2 separate regions of the Zea mays genome follow, and region 2 is linked to region 1. Evidence: chromatin contacts called from public Hi-C data. All regions are on one chromosome and are shown on one strand. The core of a region is the stretch at or near the end of the contact, and the rest is flanking DNA. Distances in the headings are between cores, read along the strand shown.

Region 1 (5,604 bases), core at 2,513-5,012:
CGAATGCTTATATTGATCACAGTCGTGAGACAATAAATGTCATATTCTATGCCCTGAAGGCATCAGCTTGATGATCAATATGTGAACCTTTATGGAAGTTTCTATCAAATATAAAGATCCAGTCGATCGAACACCATCAGTCAAAATGGCTTGTTTATGTTGATAAGTGTACTTACCTCGTATATCCTAGAAGTGAGTAGAGGTGAAGTTCCTGAAATAATCCTTGCAACAGTATGCAATCCGTTTGCTAAATCTCTATGTGTGTATACTTCCAGAAGAAGATGTTGTGCCATATTGATACATTTTTCCAAGGATCAGGGGGAGCACATTTCTAAATTTAGCCCTTGTAGAAGATTCGATGGAATCCTGATCCAGAAGATCGAAATTTGTTCTGATGACATTTGTTGTACTCTTTTTTCCTTAGTGAGTTTTTCTGAAGTTTCTCACATAAGGTTTTTAATGAGGCAACAAAGTGCAAATGCAATTTGCGTCACCATGTACTCTTTCTCCATATTTTTCCCACTGGGTTTTTGGGAGTTTTAAAGAGTCATGTGTTGGTCGCGGTATTCGTCTAAGGGGGAGTGTTAAGTAACCCTAGTTAGGGTTATGTGGGCAAATACCGGCTTTGCCCCTAAGGGGTCTCACATCTCTATATAAGGAACTTGTACACCCCTTCATATGACAGAGATTAGAAAGAGGCCAGAGGCCCAACCCTATATCCAGTGTCTCGTGTGTTTCCTCTGTCGTGCTTATGGGAAGGGAGACGAGTTCTCTACATCTTCTTGCGCCTCTACTGCTGACGGGAGGGAAGGGAGCGGATCTGGTGATCCGTGGTAACGTAGTTTTCAACATAGTGGACGGTTGTACCCAGCTCCCCACCGAGCTCACCATTTCTGCGTCGTGCACTTAAATATAATAGAGAATAGACGTAATAGAAAAAAACAAAAACCATAGAAATTCTCAAAACAATAAAATATTTTATAATTCGAATAGTGGAAATAGTCTCAAACCTCTATTTAATTTTAAAAAGCAAAGTGTAAGATCCGTGCTCATACGAATTAGAATAACTCGTGTTTAACTGTGGTATTTAATTTTAAAATATATTAGAATTCATTGCGCACCATGTTCGCTAGTAATGATCTAAGTTTCGAAAGTTTTGTCTTCTATATTTTACGACGTATTAAGTTCCATCATATAGCACGTTTGCTAGTTATTATCAATAATTCAAGACTTTTCATCTTCTGCTTCAAACTGGGCTCTTATATCCGGTAATTCTTGCATATGCGTTCCGCGGTAACCTCGCCATATATACTCGTGATAAATGATATTGTTCGGCCAGTTGCTGATTCTCCTTTTCTTTAAGATAGTATATAATGCAATCGTTCACATATATCGTATATTTGTTTATCATTATAAACGCACACACAAAAGTCGATAGCTCGGCCTAGCTTAGCTTGTAGGGCATGTGCTTATCGAGCCAGCCCAACATGGGACTGGACCCTGCATTTTCGAGCCCATGTTTAGCCAGTCCTGATGGCCTGGCCCATATGTTATCCATGGAAAAATAAAATAAAATCTCTACAGCCAACTGTAGATAAGTAGCCCTGAAAATTTCTTTTGGTTTATGATACATGTTCATCTACTAATGATCGAGTGAATTACTGGCTTTACTTTTTTTATCTGCTTCGATCGTGCGTATCATGAATTGAAAGAACTGCAGGCCTACATCTCTACCGCCGGCTGACTGCAGAGAATTTTTCCCCTCATCTATTGGTGGCATAATGGACATGCTTAAGGTCCCACAAGGTCAGCACCCTAGGGCCTAGGCTGCGCCAACCAGCTCCAGCCTTATGCTCTATTGCTAGTACACAAAATATAAGAATATCAAAAGGAACATCACATGAATACCTATTTAAATAGCATGAAGTATGCTATAGAAGAATCACTTAGGGGGTGTTTGAGAGTGAAGTTTTTTCAAAGTTTTGGAAGAATACTGCAGTATTCTCAAAAACTGTAGTATTATATATCAAAATGTGTTTGGCAAGCCAGCTAAAATCTCTGTTTTCAAAACTAAAGTATTACAAATGCTGCAGCTCTTTTGAATTATTCTAAACTTAGGTTTATACCTCAGTTTTCTCTGTAAAACGCAGCGCGCGCATCTCTCCCGCGTGCAAAAAAATACTTTGTTTCCACACATCTATGTATTCAATACTGTGGTATTCTAAAACTGTAGTAGTTTAAACTGTGGTATTGTCATGACTAAAGTATATTGTAGTATTTCAAAAACCGTGGTTTCCAAAAACTTTGTTCCCAAACAGGGCCTTATATTGTGCGAATACTTAGAGATAATTGTAAAATATCTCGTTTGTAGTACAAGAGAATACCAATATATACTGTAGATCATCACACGTATACTACATAAACAATTCAATACAAACTGTAGAACATCTCACGGGTATTATAAAAACATTGCACAACATAATATCTGTGAAACATTAATACTTTTTTAGAAAGAATACAATATAAACCAATCAAACGCACCACAAGAACAAGAACAAGATAATGAATCACCTCTTATTTAATAGATACAATATGTAATATCAGTACGGAATATTATTGAGTAATAAATAAATCAGAAAAGTTTCAACCGAATAGCACCATAACATCATAAGACCATTCCCATTAATAAAACGTCTATTAAATGTTGCAAAAATTTGAAATCAAAACAAACATAGAGAAAATGAAAAAACAAGAATAGAGAATAATACATGTAGCATACGAGATAAAGAAAAAATATTAATAGATGAAAACATAAAAAGGAAGAATGAAGAAGATGAAAATCTAAAGAAAAAAGAAGAGAAAACATAAAAACGGAAAGAGAAAAAAAAATGTTCTTGGACAACGACGCATCCTTTGTGGATGATGGCTGGACTCGAGGACGTAGCTCAAGTCCTAATGTCCTATACATACCAGTCTAAATAACGGTTCGCTTTCTGAGATGATAAAAGGGCCCACTAAAGAAAAGCCCACCTAATAAAACCAACGCATGCGAGCAAGGGTCGGCACCGTACTCGCCGCCGAGAGGTCGGACGCGAAGATTTGCGGGCTGTAACTCATGGGCTTTTTCTTTTTGTTTCCATGGGTAAGTTGGATTGTGTGCTTACTTTTGTTAAGTAACCCTAGTTAGGGTTATGTGGGCAAATATCTGTTTTATCCCTAAGTAGTCTCATATCTCTATATAAGCAACATGTACACCCCTTCATATGACAGAGAAGAGAAAGAGGCCAAAGGCCCAACCCTACATCGTGTCTCGTGTGTTTCCTCTGTCATGCTTCTGTGAAGGGATACAAGTCTTCCACTACTTCTCGCGCCTAATCTGCTGACGGGAGGAAAGGGTGCGGATCTGGTGATCCGTGGTAACGTAGTTCTCAACACGTTATCAGCACGCTCTACCTCGACGTTGTTGTGGATCTGATCGGCACCGACTCTCCACCACGCCGGCAGGTCCTCCGGCCTTGCCGAACTGTCCTACGCGACAGGTTTCGATTCCTCTACGTAATCAAGCGGTATGAGATGTTGTTGATATGTTCGTTGAAAAAGAATCTAGCACCCCTGTGACCGCTCACCCGCGCACTCGTACACGTCGTCGTGGCCGTCGAGGCTGCGTAGGGACGCCTCGAGGAACCGTGTAGCGTGGCGGACCCGACGCCGACCTTGGCCTCCACCACCGGTGGTGCTGGTGTTGTGGACCCTGGCGGTGAGCTCCTCGACCTTCTTGGGCCACACCTTAGATAGCAGCGTCAGGATGTTGGTCGCCGCATGGCCACCCACGACCTGCACGCCCGCGCCTACGCCAGCAGCGCTTGCACCGAAACCCCGCCTCACTGGAAACTCTCGCACCATGCCAGAAGAATTGCACCGGGGCGAGCTAGAGATGGCAATGGGTACCCGCTACCCGAAACCCGGTGGGTTTTTGCTCTATTAGGGTATGGGTTTGGGTCAATTTCTCTACCCATGGGTTTGTTAATGGGTTCAAATCGAAACCCAACGGGTACGTGGGCATGGGTTTGTTCTTCCACTACCCATACCCGCAAACCCATGGGTTTTTAAAACCCGCCTTAAAATCAACACTCCTTATAAATATGTCTCATAATATTATTAATTGAATATGTTCTAATTGAAATAAACTTCATGTAACAAATTTTAGGCTAAAATTAGTTATCACTTGTTCCTTTTATGCTAGCTTATTAATGTATTGATTGTTATTTACATGATGAATTATTTTTTATGTTGATGTTAGTGGGTATGGGAAACCCGTTGGGTACCCGAAACCCACATGGGTACGGGTTTGGGCAAAATTTTATACCCGTCATGGGTATGGGTTTTTTAGCGGGCGTATTTTTTCTTCGCGGGTACGGGTTTGGGCAAGTAATACCCAGCGGGTTTTTACCCATTGCCATCTCTAGGCCGAGCTGTCTAAGACTGCGCTAGGGGCGACGTGCGAGAGAGGAAAGGCAGGGGTGGCCGTCTGACCCGGTCCAGCACGCCACATGTAGCCGTTCCACCATGCAATAGCGGCATACGGTGCGGCCTGCAAGGTCCGAGTCTGCCGCAAGTAGGGATGAAAACGGGTCGGGTACCCGGACCGGGTACCGGATACGGATACTAATTCGGGACGTTTTTTCGGATACGGATACGGGTAATTTTATATCCGGGACGGATACGGGTACTACCCGGATAGAATCGTCTCGGATACGGGACGGATACGGGACGAGCAGTACCCGGTAAATACCCGACAGCCTCGGGCGGATACGGGTACCCGGCTACCGGGTACCCGGTAATATTTAGCCTAATAAACAATTAATGAATTAAACATAAACAGGCCCAAGCGGCCAGCCCAATCACTTTGGCGTTTGGCCTGTGGCCTCCAAGCCGAGCGCCGTGTCGCTGCTACCCTGGGACCTGGGTCCTGGCCACCTGCGTTGGCTTCCATCGTCCAGCCGCCAGACGCCGTCACCGCGGCTGCGCGACACAGCCTCACGCCAGATCGAGCGGGCGAGCCCGAGCTCCCATCCGGCGATCCCCGACTCCCCGTCGTCCGTCCGCCCGAGGCCCGAGCTCGTCGCGCCGCTGGACGGACCACGGACGGGCGAGCTCGGTCAGCTCCCTGCTCACCGCGCCGCCGCTGGACGGACCACGGACGGGCGCCGCTCGGTCACCTCGCTCCCTGCTCACCGCGCCGCGTCCGCCCGAGCTCTCACCGGCCACCGCGCTCCCTGCTCCCAGGTATCGCTCCCTGCTCCCAGCCCCTCCCTGCTCCTAGGTCTCGCTCCCTGCTCTCAGCCACCTCGCTCCCTGCTCCCAGGTGCCAGCCACCGAGCCGGGCAGCCGACCGCACCGCGCCGCCGCCAGACCGAGCGCCGTCCGAGCGCCGTCAACCCTAGCTCCAGTCCACTGCTCTAGGCGCCGTCGACCCTGCGTCCAAGAATGCAGCAGCCTCACGCCGGCGCATCAGGTCCCAACAGCGGGCACTCCTCGGCGGCCACCATCGTCGGCTCGTCGGCGGGGGCTCGTCAGCAGCAGCAAGAGGCAACTCACGCCCGA
Region 2 (5,423 bases), core at 2,854-5,353, 200 kb before region 1:
CTAGAAGGCTATCAGAGGGTGAATACTGAATAACCTATTAAATTATCCTACACACACAACTATCACTATAGCAAAGTTGATTAGAATAGAAGGTTAGTTAAAGTTTTCTATATGCACGTCCCATAAATAATTCTAGTAGCTTCTTATATTTAGCAAAGAAAACTACTTATGACTAAGAGATAACAATCATAATGGTACTAGTTACAACCTACATAAGACTAGCTGAAAAATATTGTACAACACAAAGATAATGTGATTGCAAGAGTATGTATATAGTGCAAAGCACATGGGACAAGAGATGAAATAAGATATATCCCTAAGGTTAGGTTGCTTGCTAGCAACCTGCATCCTCATTGTAGTGAGTCCAAGATTAGTGGTTCACATGCTAATTGACATCACATACCAAGCCTACAATAATGTAAGAACCATAATAAAGAGCACTCCAACAAGCCACCAGTTTACTAGAGTTGCTCTTCATGAATCTCCCACGCAAAATGACCACTTAAACCACTCACAATTAATAATGAGAGCCTTTAATGATTCTATACAATAATAATGGATATTGGATAATTTTATAGATATTCGACTCGTTTTTTAGTATTTAATGATGGGTATATGACAATTTATAATTTAGATTATTTGTAATGTTGAATGATGATTCTATATTTCATATTTAGATACTACTGATTCACTATATAATACAATATTATTCATCAAGATACAACTCGTGAGCCGAGCCGGCCCACGATCTGACATCGAGCCGAGTCGAGCCTCCTTGTGCAGCTTATTGAGTGGATGAGCCGAACTCGGTTAGCTAGCGAACCACACCAAACCGAGCTCGACTCGTTACCAGCCCTACCTATTTTAAAGGCATCTAAAGCGTACACCACTCGTGCACGTATTGAGATAATTAAAATGAAGATTAACAGATTAGAGCCATTTAAATTATGATGTACAGGTTGTTTGTCTCTGACATATTGGGTAGGAAATGACTGTACAGGTTATTCGTCTATGTAACATGAAGGTCCATGCGAAATGAATTTACAGTTCATCCATATAGTGAGCAGTGTCCTATGATTGGTATCCACTGCTAGCTTTGCTGATTTAAGGCACGAAGACCCGAAGGGATTTTGAGCAAGAGATTTAACAGTTAACACATTTTATCTTCTTTAATCCCCTTCTAATTGAACAAGTCTGATTGGATGCGTCCACAATTACAGTAACAGTTCAGTTCACTTAATGCTGTGAACTAACAAAGAAAATCATTAAGGACACAATCCAAGAACAGCATTAATAAGAGCAAGGCTTTACATGCCAAGTGCAGTATGAATCAAATTTTCCTCGTACACTTGTTGAGCACTGATAACAAATAAAAGAAACACCAGTCGCATGATTGATCAGATTGTAAAAACCAAGAAAAAGAAGAAAAAAAAAGACGAGAACTCGCAAGAACACATGAAAACGCATTCTTATTGCTAATTACCCTTCCAAAGGTCTCGTCGTCTTGTTGGCATTTCCAGTGGAGCTTGCTGATCGGTCCTCGCCAGTCACCACCTCCTCTGCAACAAGGCCAGCCGGTCGTTCTCGCCGCCGGCAACCTCCAACGAGCGGTCTATGCGACCAACGACGGCCGTCCGGAAGCTGAACGCCTCCTGCGCCCCGGTGCTGCACCCGCGCTGCATGCCCACGACGCCGCTCAGGCTGGCGCGGGAGGAATCCACGAGAACCACCTCGCTGAGCGGCACCCGCTTGCGCGCTCCGCCGCAGCAGCAGGCGAGCTCGGGCCGCTGCTTCGGCGCGCTCTGAGACCGCGCCTTGGCCTCCGACGCCTGCGTGCTCGACATGTAGTTCGGGCACCCGTTAAGCGACGGCGAGTGGCCCGCGACGACGGACTTGGTCGGGGTGGCCGGCGCGTGCGCCTGCAGCAGGCACCGCGGCGTGCTCTGCGCCGTGGCCGGCCGGGCCTTCTCCAGCGCGCACCAGTCGTAGTCCGGGAACTGGCGCGAGGTCGGCACGGCGATGCGCGTCGGCGGCCCGGCGGACAGGTAGCACGGCAGCGGCGAGGACGCGGGGTTGGCGCTGGCGCACCACTCCTCGCCGCAGCAGCTGCCGGCGTCGAGCAGCGGGGCGCTCGAGCGGCGCGAGGACGACCGCGACTTGGGGCGGCCGGGGTCCACCTCCACGATCTTGGGACTCCGGTCGTAGCCGTACGACGAGGACTCCACGCTCGCCGACAGCCGCCGGCTGCTGTGCGCCGCCACCCCGTGCTCGATCCGCGCGTCGTCCGCGCACCGCTCTTGCTGCGCGCCGGACGGGTGTTACGTCAAGAAACAGCGAGGATATGTACGAGAGTGAGCATGTGCGTACGGACGAGTAGAGAATGGCGTGTCCGTACCATCGAGTAGCGCGGGCGGCCGGGCAGGTGGTGGAGGTGCGGGAGGGCGGCGGCGCCGGCTCGTCTCGCGCGCACGGTGGCCTGCGCGCGGACGAGAGCCTGCATGCTCTGCAGCGTGGCGGCCGCCTGCCTGCGCACGAGGTAGCCGCGCACCAGCGCCTGCAGCTTCACGAGCGCCTTGAGCGCGCGCAACGCCTTCTTGGCCTGCGTAGAAGGAACACACCGCGGCAGGGCAGCAACAGAACACTGTTGGATTCGATTCCATCACAGGGTGCGGATAATGAGGAAAGGAAAAAAAAAAGGTTGCCTTGCCGCTTACCAAGAATCCTCGGAACGCCGTCTGGATCCTGACGGCGGCGGCGACGGCGAAGAGCGGCGCGCGTCCCTTGCTGGTGAGGCGCACAACGGCGACTGCCGCCTGCGCCGCCGCCACCGCCGCGTCCGCCGCGGCGGCGGTGGCGGCGGCCACGGCGATGGCGTGCTTGCTCTGGTCCTGGTCCTGGTCCCGGTCCCGGTGCGTCTCGGCGCACGCGGCGGACCTGAGCCACGCGGCCTCGGCGGCGCGCGCGATCGCCGCGTTGCCCGCGCCGGCCGAGACGACCGCGGCCGCCGCCGAGTCCCGCGACGACCTACCGAAGCTCCAGCGCTTGGCGCTTGGCGGCGGAAGCGGAGGAGCCTGGTCGTCCTGCTGCTGCAGCCGCCGCTGGTCCTTGGTGGGCCGCTGCTCTTTCTTGCCCAGGAAGCTGCGGAACCAGCGCGCCGCCTTGCCCATCGCCGGACCTGGCAGTTGGTGGCCTGCTGGCCGAGCGAGAGACGGGACGGGACGGGATACACAGCGGTTTACGGTTAGAGGTGGTGGGGTTTCTTTTGAATAAGAGAGGGAAAACGGGAGGAGAACTGGAGAAGCGTGCGAGAGGCCGCGGGCTGGAAATAAAAAGGAGTAGGGGACCGAGACCGAGACGACGCCACACCACGGCGGCAAGGTGAGCGGCCATCCCCATTAGCATTAGCGGACAAAGCGAAGCATGGAGCTCTCTGTGATCTGTGGTCTCTCTCTCCTCGCCATTAATAAAATTAAAAAAACGGAAACGGATGGCATCATCAAAAATATTATATTACTAGAGTTTGGGAGTAGCGTGAAGAGCGAGAGACGGAGAGAGATTTGTTTGGGGGACTCGAGGTTCGAAAAGGGACAGCGTCAGCCCAAAAAGACGCAAACGAGAAAGGGGTGTGAGAACGAAGAGGAGGACGACCAGTTTGGGAGCAACAGGAGTAGTGGACGTCTAGACCGCCGCATCTTTGGAACCAAGAAGACCAGCATGCCTGACCGCCGGAACAGATCAACAGAGTGCGATCTCAGAGTTGCACAGTCGGAGTACGTGGTGCCCCCGGCAGAACCAAGTTGGGGGGAGGGAGGTAATGCACATGGGACGTACGTACGAGAGGGTAGGGACATACGGCCATGGAATGGGCCAAGGCGTCTACGCGAGCATGATCCTGATGCACAGTACGCGCCGATCCATGCAAGTAGTAGTATAGTTTTCAAAAGACTCGTGATGAGGAGAGGAAGAGCGAGCGAGCGAGCGAGCTTTTGGAAATGAGTGACCACACCGACCCCCGAGATGAACCAAGGGACTCGCCGGCGGCTAGCTAGCTGGTGCGAGCTGAGGAGCCTGCGAAGGGCGGGGCCGCGCGCGTCGGCGGGACATGGACGCGAGATCGATCGGAATCAATCGATCGATCAGCTTTCGATCTCACCACCTCACTCACTGATCACCCACGATGGGTGGTGGCGCTTTCTGAGCTCCATGCTGCATGCGACGACGGGTACGACGACGAGACCACCAGCCTGCGGGCCACTCCCGTGAGCGGCGTATAGCACCTTGACCTGCAGGAGCCACCACCGTACCACTATCACCGCTCCGTGCATGCACGATCGGATCGAATCCGATCCGATCCGAATCCGAGCTAGCCAAGCTGTCGCTGTCGGCTGTCGCAGGGCGTAGCGAGAAAGACGGAGGACCGGATAGGGTATATCTTCCCGTTTTTTTGTATTTTAGAATTTTTTCGAAAACAAATCACGTTTAGGCTCACGAACGAACCCTCTTCTCAGCGCCACAGGCTATAACGTCAATGTAACACTTTTTGGCGTCACATATTGTGAAGCCGAGGTATCAACCATGTTAGCATGGTAGAGCTTAACTAGCCGCCACCGTGTCCCTAAGCTCGACGCCACATATCTTGGCGCCGAGCTCGGAAGTAAACTAGGCAGCCGTTCTCTCTCCCTGCACACCATTCTCCTTCTCCCCGTGCGTCGTTCTCTCTCCCGCCGAGCCGCCCCGCTACCGAAGCGCCCGCCACCGTTTCGCCTCGCAGCCTTGCCACCCAGCGAGGTCGCCCTGTTGCCCAGCCACCCTGCCACCGCGCCCGGCCCTCTGCCGCATCGCCCAGCTCCGGCATGTATTTTTCCAATTTTTATTTTTTAGTTACTTAGTTATAGTTAGTAAGTTAGCAAATTTGTTATAGTTAGTTACTTAGTTATAGTTACTTAGTTAGTTACTTAGCCAATTTGTTATAGTTAGTTATAAGCAAAACAACTTTTAGCAAATTTGTTATAGTTAGTTACCTAGTTATAGTGAGTTAGTATAATTACTTGTTGGTGAGTGTGAATTATAACCATCGTGTTGTTGTTTCTTTACACCCCCACCGTATAGGGGAGGTGTTGCCGAAATTTATAGTGAGACTACTATGTTTTTTTGTAGATAGGAATCCGTCCGAATCGACGTTCTCTACCGGTAGCTTGACTCATCTGTGATCTCATATATACCTTTTTTCTTACATTATTCATAGATTATGTAATTTTGTTTAATGTGGTCATTTAATAGTTAGTATATAGTTATTAGTCAATAAGTAGTTATTACTTAACTATTACTTATTCAGTATCTAGGAATTAGTACGTTAGTAGATGAGGTTAGTAATTAGTTAGGCATTAGTTTGATAGTGTTAGTTAGTGTCGGGGACCATAATT

The links. Hi-C and Micro-C count contacts between places; a contact is called where the count stands out from the background.
Region 2: a Hi-C map of ear shows a contact between it and region 1, with 4 times the contacts expected there. The contact joins the promoter of LOC103635692 here to the enhancer-like site in region 1. A contact is called at or near these places in 3 of 25 Hi-C or Micro-C datasets (ear, leaf and tassel).

What each region holds. Positions count from the first base shown.
Region 1 is chr8:110,924,184-110,929,787 of Zm-B73-REFERENCE-NAM-5.0, reverse strand. No RefSeq gene overlaps it. Among protein-coding and RNA genes, the nearest start is that of LOC111590001, 37 kb to the right of the region's middle. Within about 2 kb of position 3,762, at least 17 of the 20 cell types and tissues checked have an H3K27ac peak or open chromatin away from gene starts, as enhancers often do. A contact at or near this core is called in ear, leaf and tassel, where this site is marked.
Region 2 is chr8:111,123,738-111,129,160 of Zm-B73-REFERENCE-NAM-5.0, reverse strand. It overlaps LOC103635692 (IQ-domain 25), which reads right to left and starts at 4,103. Exons shown (of 3, transcript XM_008658083.3): 1 at 2,715-4,103; 2 at 2,396-2,599; 3 at 1,143-2,300. The coding sequence starts at 3,167. The coding sequence ends at 1,548.